Regions from separate parts of the Macaca mulatta genome. Here region 1 is linked to region 2. A link is a contact called in public Hi-C data. All regions are on one chromosome and are shown on one strand. The core of a region is the stretch at or near the end of the contact, and the rest is flanking DNA. Distances in the headings are between cores, read along the strand shown.

Region 1 (6,068 bases), core at 732-3,231, 57 kb after region 2:
TTATCTTTTCCTGGAATCTCTTGCAACAGCATCCTCCTTGGCTGCCTCTAGTTTCTCCAGGAGATTAACCTTTTCAAAAGATAGACGCACATTGGATTGTACCATGCCCATGCTTAAAACCGGTTATCCAGTAAGCATTTCATAATACTCAAGTCAGTAACTTGGCTAAGACTCACAGGGTCTGGCCTCCGCCCATGCCTCCAGATTCACTCCCCCGACTCCTCCCCATGGTCTCTACCCAGCCACATAAGCCTTCATTCATTGTTCAACAAAGATTGATTTGCTTGTCTTGTGTTACAGTCATTGAGGATACATTAGTGACCAAACAAAACACAGTTCTTCTACTCACAGAACTTACATTTTATGGGGCAGGGGAAAAACAACAATTGCTAGTTGTAAAAAGTATAAAAATGAAATTGAACCTGCAAATAAAAAAAGAGTGCTCACTTGAGATACAGTAGTCAGGAAAGTCTTCTTTAAGAAGGTACTATTTTAGATGTAATCTAAAGGATAAAGGGAAGTGCCACGTGTTGAATGGCGAAGAGAGAATTCAGGAAGAGGGAATAATCCATGCAAAGGTTCATACATGCTGGAAAGAAGTTGTGTTTGAGGTATCCAGAGCAGATCACCTTACTGTACAGTTAGTGGGCAGTGAGGTTGGCTGACACCTGATTGTGCAGGGCCTGGGAGGCCATGGTAAAGATCAGAATTTTATTCCTTTTTCCCCCTCCTCTTATTTTAGAAAATCTCAGTTATTTTAGAAAGTTGCAAGACTAGTACGATGTACACCATTATACCCTTCACCTAGATTCACCAATTACTATTATTTTGCCACATTTGCTTTCTCTATTTTATTTTTTTGCCATATCTTTTGAAAGTAAGCTGCAAACACTGTGACACTTTGCTAACTACTTTAGCAAGCGCCAGCGCCTTCCAAAAACAAAGGCATTCTTCCACTTAACCACAAATTCATTCTCACATGCAACCAATTTAAAACTGATTCATCTAATATGTAGTTCATATTTAAATTTCCCCAATTGTCCACAAATGTATTTCGCATTTTTTTTTAAATCTATAAACCAACTAAGATTCACAGATTTCATTTGGTTTCTTTTGACTCTCGACTAAAGCAATTTTCCACTTCGTTTTTTTCTTTTTCCTGTCATGACACTGACACTTCTGAAGAAGAGCCTAGGCCTTTTGTCTTGTAGAATGTTCTACATTGTTTTTTTCTGATTGTTTCCTCATGATTAGATTCATGTCAAACATTTCTAGTACAAATAGTATCAGGTGCTATTAGCGGTGCTAAGTATCTTCACTTGGTTAAGGTATGCCTAATAAATCCCTTCAGTGTAAAATTCTATTTTCCCTTTATAATAAATGATCTGTAGGGTGAAATTCTTTGAGATACTAACATCCTCTTCCCCGACAACCTTTCAGTTAATGTTTTGTTTTAGCATCTTGCATTCATTAGTTTTAACATTCATAAGCTTACCTACATCAATTTTGAGACTGGCAGTTGCACAATGGGGATGCAGCGAGGGAAGTGACCCTCCGGACCCCGGGATGCCGAGTCTTTTCAGATCCCGTAGGGACAGGACTGGGAAGTGGCTAGCCCTCCATTCCTCGGCCAGTCCTTGGGGAGTCGCAGGACTAAGTGCAGTGGCAGCGGCCTCACTTCGGGCCTTCGCCACATCTTTAGTGCCTCGAGGACAGAATCGGAGATCGGTGTCACAGTCAACAGCGTGGGACTTAACGACAGCCGCGAGGAAGCACACTACTAGTGCCCGACTAGCCGAGCTGCTAGGTAAACGAGACCGTCGGCACCCGGGCTTCCCACGCCTGCTTCCGCTCTTTGGCTGCCCGCTTTTCAAGACCCGCCCCCACATTGGAGAGCTTCTTCCGGGAGCCACTAGAAAGTCCGCAGCGCCAGCCGGCGGCGCTCCCTGGCGGAGCTCCGGACGCCACACCCACTCCCAGCGTTCAGTGCGGTGCCCTGGCCGCCATTGTTTGAATTTGAAAACGCTAACATCGCAGTGCTTCTCGCGGGTCCGGCTAACCAGGCGACGTTTGCAGGTGAGAAGGTGGCCCGGGGGAAGGTGTAGGGAAGGAGGTGGGTGACTACATATTTATGGGGCCTAAGGTGGGGAAACGGCTTTGGCAATGTGGACATGTTCCGACAGTGCTCGTACCCCCGTGGAGGTTACTGTCAGGAACTGGGTTGCGGAGTGATGGGAACACCAGGTACGCAGCGAGCATTGAGTCATACTATTTCGGTTAGGGTTTAAATCTCGCCTCCAGTGCTTATTAGTTGAGTGACGCAAGACAATTCATTTACTCTCTCTGTATCTTAGTTTTCTTATCGGTTAAAAGGCGGCAATAAAGTATCGATTTCTTTCGGCTTTTGTGAAGATTAAATGGTAATGTGTAAAGTTGTTAGTGCTGGCACACAGTAGTTACTAAATGTTTGCAGTCATTAATGTTATTATTGTTGTTGCTTCTGTTGTTGAGAAACAGGCCTCTTTTGCCGCAGCTAGTTTTCTGAAGCTCTGAGGTGAGCAGTTTGCTCGGCAGGTAGGTAACACGGCCTTTTTGCGGGGGGAGCCGTGTGGTGGCCTCTGTGCACTTATTTCCAGACTACTCCTACTGGTGCTTGAGGCTTGCCCTTCTAGGGTTTTGCAGTGCCAGGCTGAAGAGTTCGTGGCACAGTGACTGCTGTTATTTCTCAGTTTAGAAGGCTTTCTCCATCTCGATTCGCTTCCTGGTTCAGTGATGCCTGTCTGGCACAATTCTCTAATATTTTTTGCTAAAGTACTAGTTTACACAAGTTCATGCCTTATGGGTTAGGTAGTGTAACAGTGTATGTGTTTTATTACATGTCCAAGACTCCAGATTTTAAATTGTAAAATAACGTAAAATACTCATCAGTTAGTTGTGAAGACTTTTTGAGGCTGTGTGTTGTAGACCACATTTAGAAACCTCATTCAGTAACAGATTCTACTATTTTTCACTAAAGTCTCCAATTGCGAATTCTTATTGGAGAGAAGATAAATAAAGATGCAGTTTTCCAGTCAGAGCAGCCTTTTGAAATGAAAAATGAGGTCTTGAAGCCTGCTGTCACGAAATATAGTATTGCAGATTAGGACCGATTTTTTGGGGGGGGAGGGGAGAAGAGTTTTTTCTTTATAACCATTATTTTAAGTCATTAGTCAGGGAGTCTTTATCCCTACATAAGTCACTGAATTTGTTGTAGGGGCTACAGAGTGGTATAAGATAAGGTTCTTGCCATCAAGAAGTTTCCAGTTTAGTTGGGTAGGCCATGTATAAGTAGTAGTCATATAAAATTGCAAGAAGTTACATCTCAACACTTTTAGAAATGCTAGGAAGTAGTTTGTTCATTGAAAAATGAGCATATGAACAAATACTTTATTATAACTGCTTTTCGTACACAGGAATATTCTTGAAACCACAGATGTTTTTTAGTTTTCTGGGCATTTCCATGAACTCTGTGTTTTGAAATGTCAAGCCGGTACTTTGACATTTTGCAAATGCTCCCCGCTCTGCACCCCTTTCCCCATGATCTAGATCGGTGCTTTCCTTAGTCCTTTTGCAATTTAGGGGAAAAAATCCAGCCACGTTCTTGTGATACGTTTAGGAATTTCAGCCTGATCAAGGAAAAAGATTGTCAACAAGGTGACAGGAATAAACAAGGACTTTGACAGAATTGTAGGCAAAGGAAATCCCTCTCAGTATGGGACGTTTTCTAGACCAGGGTGAGGGGCCACCATCCAGAGGGGAAAGAGGGCAAGGGGGATGGGGAGTGGGGAGGAAAGAATCATAGAGGGGCTTACATGTCTAAGTGATGTTGCACAGTGGAGAGTCTCTAGATCATAGAACTCTCAAGGGCAGCAGCAGCTTGGGGGTCTTGATAATCCCAGGTTTTATGTGTCTGGCAAATGTTGGGTGCAGTTTCATGGGGCGTTCAAACCTGGCAGGTTCTAAATGGCTAAAAATATGCTTATTTTGGGCCATATTGAAAGTAAATGGATGCTTCAGAATTTGAGTTTGGCACCCCAGCAGGCTTTTTTTTTTTTTTTTTTTTGAGACAGAGTCTTGCTCTGTTGTCAGGCTGGAGTGCAGTGGCACGATCTTGGCTCACTGCAACCTCTACCTCCTGGGTTCAAGTGATTCTCCTGCCTCACCCTCCTTAGTAGCTGGGACTTCAGGCGCACGCCACCACACCCGGCTAATTTTTTTGTATTTTTAGTAGAGATGGGGTTTCACCATGTTGGCCAGGATGGTCTCGATCTCCTGACCTTGTGATCCACCTGCCTTGGCCTCCCAAAGTGCTGGGATTACAGGCGTGAGCCTCTGCTCCCGGCCATAGGCTTTTTAATTTTTATTTTAAACATTTATGGTCTTTGATCCAGTGGGCGTTTGAGCTCAGATCCCTACCAGCTGTGAAGAAGTATACAATTTAGGGCCGTCATGCAAGGGCCATCTTTGGTTCATTTTGTATAATACCTGTGGGTTTTGCTCGTTACTACTTTCTTGAGCTAGGGACCTTAGTTTGGGAGTCACTGATGTGGATATTTTATAATCTTGTCAAAAAACAGCTCAGAGTCCTCCCCCTCTCTCTGGTATTGTACATCTAGTAGATTCTCAGTAAATATTAGAATGTTAGTATTTTTTAGTTAATGTTATCCTTAAGTTTACCTTTTAGTTTAGTGATTTTATGTTTAATTCAATTGTAATAGTTTACTGATGCATTATTCCTATTTAACTTAAAACCTGTGATGTGTCAGGTACTGTTTTGAATGTGTTTACATATATTATTTTACTTTTTACCTGAATTTGAAATTGAAAGTAATTTTTCAGATAGCTGAGTGTTTTTTTTTTTTCCCCTTGGCAGAGTCTCTCTCTGTCGCCCAGGCTTGAGTGCAGTGGCGCGATCTCGACTCACTGTAACCTCCACATCTGGGGTTCAAGGAATTCTCTGCCTCAGCCTCTCGAGTAGCTGGGATTACAGGCGCCCGGCACCACGGCTGGCTAATTATTTTGTATTTTTAGTAGAGATGGGGTTTCACCATCTTGGCTAGGCTGGTCTTGAACTCCTGGCCTTGTGATCCACCCCCACCCCCTTGGCCTCCCAAAGTGCTGGGATTACAGGCGTGAGCCACCACGCCAGGCCCAGATAACTGAGTTTTAACTTCTAAATGCTAAAAGAAAGTCTGTAAGTAACATTCTACAGGAGTCACTAAGTAGAGAACACAAGGTTATAATTTACTCTGTGATCTCCTTACTATTTGAGTTTTGAGAGGATTTCAGGGAGAGAGTAAACGTTTTATACCATCTTTACAGATTACCTGTACTCATGAAACCTCTTTGAATGGATATTATATGAAAATAGTAGGCTGTGTTCAGTATTATTAGATTCAGAGTCTGTAAATATAATTTGATCTTTTGTCTTTCCTGTAGGCTATTGTGTTATAAATGAAGAAATGTAATGCTTTTCTTTTCTAAAATCTAGTTATTTGGAAGGAAGTAGTGGGCTAGACTTTTGAAAGTGTGGGTGGTTTATATGCTGACTTACTAATGTTATTAAAGAAGTTACTGTTATTCTTGCAGAATGGAATCTAATTTTAATCAAGAGGGAGTACCTCGACCATCTTATGTTTTTAGTGCTGACCCAGTTGCAAGGCCTTCAGAAATAAATTTTGATGGCATTAAGCTTGATCTGTCTCATGAATTTTCCTTAGTTGCTCCAAACACTGAGGTAAGTACAAGAAAAGTATTGTGTTGATTATCATGCCTCCTTCTAATGCAAGGGTTGGCAAACAATGGCCTATTTTTGTATTACCTGTTTTTGTACTTAGATACAAGCTAAGAATGGTTTTTATATTTTTAAATAGTGGAAGAAAAATCAAAATAGGAATAATATCACATAACAAAAATTATATGAATTTCAAACATCACTGTCCATAAAGAAATTTTTATTGCATCACAATTGTACTTTTTGGTTTATTTATTTACTACATCCGTTGTGGCACTATCATGGCAGAGTTGAG
Region 2 (5,701 bases), core at 1,270-3,769:
AGAGTTGTTATATCCTCAATTAAACATAGAAGATTAAGTTAGAAGCTCCCTTTCATTATATTTTAGCTATTTTCATTGCAAACTCTAGTACAATCTGTCAATGTAGATCAGAGAAATAACTGAAATGTAGCTTCAAAATAAGTAAAACAGGTTTATAAACCACAAGTAATCAATATTAAGTCCTGACTTTTAAAATATTAATACGAATGAAAGTCATTTTCTAACAAGTATCAAAAACAAAAGCAAATAAAAATTCAGGTGCTAGATTACAACCTTACACCTTACAACCTTAGCCAAATCTGCTGTTTGGCTTCAAAGTTCCACACAAAATCTTAACCTACAAACTTAACATTTCAAACCCACAAGATACAAGTACCAGAGTCACCCACAGTCATGTCAAAGTCCTTTCCAAGGTCTTAGAAACCTTAATCCAATGCAGAAAAGTTAAGAGTCAAAAAGACATAGAAACAGGGAAAAGTGAAGGTGTTATTTGCCAAACATTAAACTTTTACAGAAATCCAAAACCTACTTAACAATTTCCCTATATCGAACAGCATAACCTCTATGCAAAAGGTGTGTGCTCAAATGCAGTCATTTATTAGCATTTACTGTACTTACTTTGATTTTTGCCATTTATAAGCTTCATTAAAGATACCCACAAAGAAGTAACCAGTTGAATGAGGTTCAGCTAAGAAAAACCAGCTGTAAACTCGACCTACAAATTTACATCCCACAACGTCCTGTGGGGAAGGTACACTTTACAAACTACCATTATATATACAAGCTTTAGATTGTGAAATAATGCACTTCGGCTTTCTGCGGTGTACATTACAATTACAAACCCTCAACTCAACCTCCTCCCTTTGAAAAAAAAAATCCACCTCCAATCTTCATTGGTCCACATAGTTCCGGCCCACATGGTATCAGTAGGTGTGTCCCTCCCAAAAAGCCCTCTCATTGGCTGTGAAGAAACAGCGTCTAATAGGCTGTGATTTTGGGGGTTGTTAAACTCCACGCCTCCAGACTTGCGCTTTCCAATAGACCCGAGACGCTGCCGGCTACTCTGTGATTCAAAGGGCAGGCAACCCCAGCAGGACGCGCTCAAAGAAGCAAGAGGGGTGAGAAAGGAGAGGGCACCCTCGGTGTGCCGCCCACTTTATCCTCACTCCTGGACCCCAGCAAACGTTCACACACATGCTTTTCCCAGCCACCAGTTAGAAGGGCGGACAGAGAGCGTTCGCCTATTATAGATCCTTGATCTAGGGACCCGCTCAAGCTCCATGTCCAATCGCCCCATTCTACGGATAGAAGCGAGCAAAAGGCAGGCTCAGGCAACGACCTGTAGTGCTTGATGCCCCCTGGGAAAAGAATGAGTCCCAGGAACCCACTCTGTGCAGTCCCTCGACCGCAGACGCGGGGGCGCACGGGACGTGCTGCGGCGTCTGATCCAGCCGCTCCCAGTCCCGGGCCCCGCACGCTGCGTCTGCCTTGCGCCCGCGCTCCCCTCCCAGCGGGACTTACGCGGCCTGTTCTTTCTCCCCGAGTCCATCCTCCTCCGCAGCCGGCATTTCTTGGCCGGGGAATCATGCTGAGGGAGCAGTGGCTGCGGCTGGAGCTCCGGTAGGAGCGGGAGGCGCTGGGGCACTGCGTCGTTGCCGCCCACGGGACCCCGGCTGCAGACGAGCGGCGGCTGGACTGGCGGCGGATGGAAGCCGTTGTGCAGCAGCCCGTTCACAGCGGCGGCGCTGGTGCCCACGGGGGCCCCAGGGGAGTGCGGGGCCGAGCGCTCCGGCTGCCCGCCGCGGTCGCCCATGCCGGGTGCTGGCGGGGCTGCGCGCGGGCCCCGGCTCAGGCGGCCTCGCTGGAGGTCATTCTCGGGCGTCTTTATTTCCCCGGATCCTCCCTGCGGCTTCCGATTCGGCAGCCGCAGAGCCGGCGCCTGGGGATGGCGAACCCGGCGCTCCTCCCCTCCTCCTGCCGACTCCCCCACCTCCTCCGCGCCCTGCCCCCAGCGCGCCGGCCCCACGACGCCGGCCTGGAGCACGCCAGCCCAGGGCTCGGAATCGGGGATCCCCGCGCACCCCCAGCCGGGGCTCCCGCCGCCCGCCTTCCCCCGATCCCCGGGCCGCGCGACTTCAAACGCGGCTTCCTCGCCTCCCAGACTGGTCCCCGCCACTGAGCATGCCCAGTCCTGCCCGCCACCGCCACCGACGAGTTTCAACATGGGGAATCAAGTTCTCTGGGCTTGCAGAGAGGAGATGGGCGGGTTGGGCTTTGTATGGCGGAGTGAAAACGAGAGGGGTCTGGGAGAGACAGCGAGAGGAGCGAACCGCTTCAGGAGGAATACGGGAGGAAGACAAATATTTGCAGAGGTTTCAGGTTTGCTAATCCTGTCCCCAGTGGGCAAGATACCTTTGCAAGGTCATTCACGTTATCCTCCCCGCTTTGTGAGTGTGTGCTTACGCGCGCGCGCGTGTGTGCCTGTGCGTTTGGTTAAGTGACCAAACTACTTAGAGGCCTGAGGGGCGGGAGGAGAACAATTATTTATAGAAAAGTAGGCAGACTTGGGGAGGGAGGGGAGTGAAATTTCTTTGCTGGCACACACACACACAAACACCATGTGGTTTCATGGAGTTATCTTTTGCAGGGAGGAAACCTAGGAATACAGTGTAAGGACAGTGAAGGACAAAACTGTAGGCAGGATTAATCGGTGCTGAAAGAGACCAAATAAACAGGAGCAATTCCATGCTATAAAAAGCACTTTCCTCACCCAGGAAGGACTTCAAAAGACAATGTCATGTTATTTATAGAGTAAGGAGTTGCCTCTTCTAAGAAGGCATCACGTGGTGACCAACACCATGAGCTTTGGAGTCAGCAGTGGGTTCAAATTACAACTCGGCCACTGAGCAAACCCAGATAACGTTATTGCTCAAGGTAACACTTCTGGCAATAGGAAACGGGACTGTCCATGCTCAGTATGCAGGACTAATTTGAGTGGTGAGTACCTTCCCAAAGTTATGCAATCTCTTGAGGCCTCACTTTCCTATCCATAACAGGAGGCTGTTGTGAGAAAACCTACTAAAAGTACCTGGTACAATCCTGGCACATAGTAAATGCTCAGAAAGCTAGTTTTCCTTATTATGCTGTTATGATTAAGCAGTTCGCCCTTTGTTTCGACGGAGGGGAACAAACCATGCTTACAGCCGTATTTATTGTGTGATTTATTTTGTGATATTCTCCATGATTTGCAATTAATCTACAGAGGAGTTAGAGTCTGGCAAGTGCTGGCTGGCTACTAGGGTTGCTGGGCCCCTGGGTTTCAGTGCATTCAGCAGCATCTAGGGCTTGCATCTGGCAATTCCTTCCAGCAGAGCCTCACCTAGAATCAGAGCTTCAGAACCATGGGGGCCACTGGAGCACTCTGGTCCATCCACTCTTGCACACTTTTTTCACATCAGGAAACTGAGCTGCAGATAGATGGCTGAGATTAAGAGCAAAGGTGGAACTAAACCCTCAATCTCAACTCTCTTGGCTTCCCTAACCTTATGCTATTTAAAGACAGACAAAAAAACCCCCAGGTGATCTGGCCCCTCCCTACCTCTCCTGTCTCATCAGGGGCTCCCTGTGCTGCCTTCAATTCCTTAAACAACATTCTACTGTTTCCACTGCCTGCAGGTCTCCTCTAAGACCTCTTTTGTCTACTAGACTCCAACTTTAGATCTCCTGTTTAACTTCTCATATTTAGAGAATGTTCCCTCTCCCTTAGGGCTACGTTAGGTCTCCCTGCCATATCCTCTTCCTACTCCTTGTACTCCCTTTATGACTCCTTATCAGTTTGTAACTATACAATGCATCTGTTCCCTCATTTGTAACTTGAGAGTAATAGGACACCACTGAGTTGTTAGACTGATGAAATGCGTAACACATGTGTAAAATTAAATCAAACTTCAAGCTGTTGGAACTTTATTGTGAGACTTGAGAGAAATGTGGCTATGCAGCTACAACTTCTGCTTTTTTTTTTTTGAGACAGGGTCTCACTCCTTCACCCAGGCTGGAGCATAGTGGCACAGTCTGTAACCTCCAACTCCTGGGCTCAAGTTATCCTCCCACCTTAGCCTCCCAAAGTATTGAATTATAGGAATGAGCCACCATGCCTGGCCTTGCCTTTTTTCCTTGTAAATAATTAGGAAGACCAAGCATGGCCAGAGAGATGAATCCCTTGGATCATTGCCTCTCCTAACAGAGTAATAATCTTCCTTGGAATGCAGCAGTCTGTAACCAATCAAATCGCTGTGGCATATGCATTGGTTTTGTATGTTGAATGTAATTCTGCTGGAACTTCTCCATCTCTGCCGGTATAAGTGAAATCTTAACTTCTCCACTTTGGAGCACTGATCCCACTCATTTGGAGTTAGTGTTTCCAGGTGGCTATCCTCAAGCTTTGCACTCAAACTTCATAGTTAATCATATTCTCTAAATCTCATTATTTAAGGTTAACATATGTAAAGTGTCCAGTACATTGTAAGTGCTAGGAAAAGTTAGACATTATTATTATTTGATTGCCCATCTCACCCCACTTCACTGTAAGTGTCTTTAAGGCAGATGACTTGTTCATCACTCTGTCCCTAGAAGGCACTTGGTGACTGGATAAATGACTTATATCAAGCTCGTCTAGCCCATGGCCCACAGGCTGCATGCGGCTCAGGACGGCTTTCAATACGGCCCAACACAAATTCATAAACATGAGATTTATTTTTGCAACTTTTTTTTTAGTTGGCTCATTAGCTATCATTAGTGTTCGTGTATTTTGTGTGTGGCCCAAGACAGTTCTTCCTCTTCCAATGTGACCAATGGAAGCCAAAAGATTGGACAACCCTGACTTAGATGATATTTCACACAGAGTCCCCCTCACTTTCTACTGTAAATTTGCTAAAAATCACCAGTCACTCCTAAATATTCAAATATATCATTTTCAAATTCCCACGTAATTGAACTGAGTGGCTTAGGAGGCAACTTACATCAGAGATGCAAATAGAAGCTTTAGCATTGCAATATCTCCAAGGACATATTTTTTCCAGCTTGATTCCCAGGCCTGCTGAGGAAGGCCTGAGCCAGGTGGCTCAGACCCAGGCAGGGCAAAAGTACTGGTACTGGGACAGAACGTCCTCCACCTGCTTCCTTTCTCCTACCCTTGTCAGGCTGGGTGCTTGGATCAGTTACACCCAGCGTATGGTAGGGAAGAAGCCAGGTGGCATCTCACAGGTTTATTCAGGGGTGTGTGTAGGAGGTGTAACTTTGGGGCGTGAGCTGTCATGTGCTCTAAGAGGGGCATGCAACAAATGTTTGGAAGAGAGTGAGGGAGAAGGGAACCCACAAACCAGCGCACTCCCTTGGGTCTTATTCATTTATTTATTAATCATTTACTGTGTGTACTATGTTGTAGGCACTAAAACATGCTGGGAATACAAAGACAAGATAGGTGGCTTCACTGCCCTCAAAAAGCTTACAATTCAGTAGAGAGAGAAAAGTCAGTGATTCTCCAGCATCAGTGTTATGTAAGAATAACCTAGGGAATTTTTCCTTTTTAACTTTGTATTAAAACTGACATACATACAGAAAAGTATGCATATCTTATAAAGCTCAAGGTATTTTGCAAAAAATGAACATGCAGTGTAACTTGCAACCCAGGATATTTTGTAAG

The links. Hi-C and Micro-C count contacts between places; a contact is called where the count stands out from the background.
Region 1: a Hi-C map of fetal cortex germinal zone shows a contact between it and region 2, with 2.7 times the contacts expected there. The contact joins the promoter of KIF20B here to the promoter of PANK1 in region 2. A contact is called at or near these places in 3 of 14 Hi-C or Micro-C datasets (CD4 T cells, fetal cortex germinal zone and liver).

Annotation. Positions count from the first base shown.
Region 1 is chr9:101,752,453-101,758,520 of T2T-MMU8v2.0, forward strand. KIF20B (kinesin family member 20B) reads left to right here and starts at 1,982. Exons shown (of 33, transcript XM_015147654.3): 1 at 1,982-2,076; 2 at 5,629-5,776. The coding sequence starts at 5,630. LOC144331446 reads right to left here and starts at 3,541. Exons shown (of 4, transcript XM_077947982.1): 1 at 3,426-3,541; 2 at 1,500-2,121; 3 at 1-69. The coding sequence starts at 3,541. The coding sequence ends at 1.
Region 2 is chr9:101,695,276-101,700,976 of T2T-MMU8v2.0, forward strand. It overlaps PANK1 (pantothenate kinase 1), which reads right to left and starts at 2,520. Exons shown (of 7, transcript XM_077946746.1): 1 at 2,413-2,520.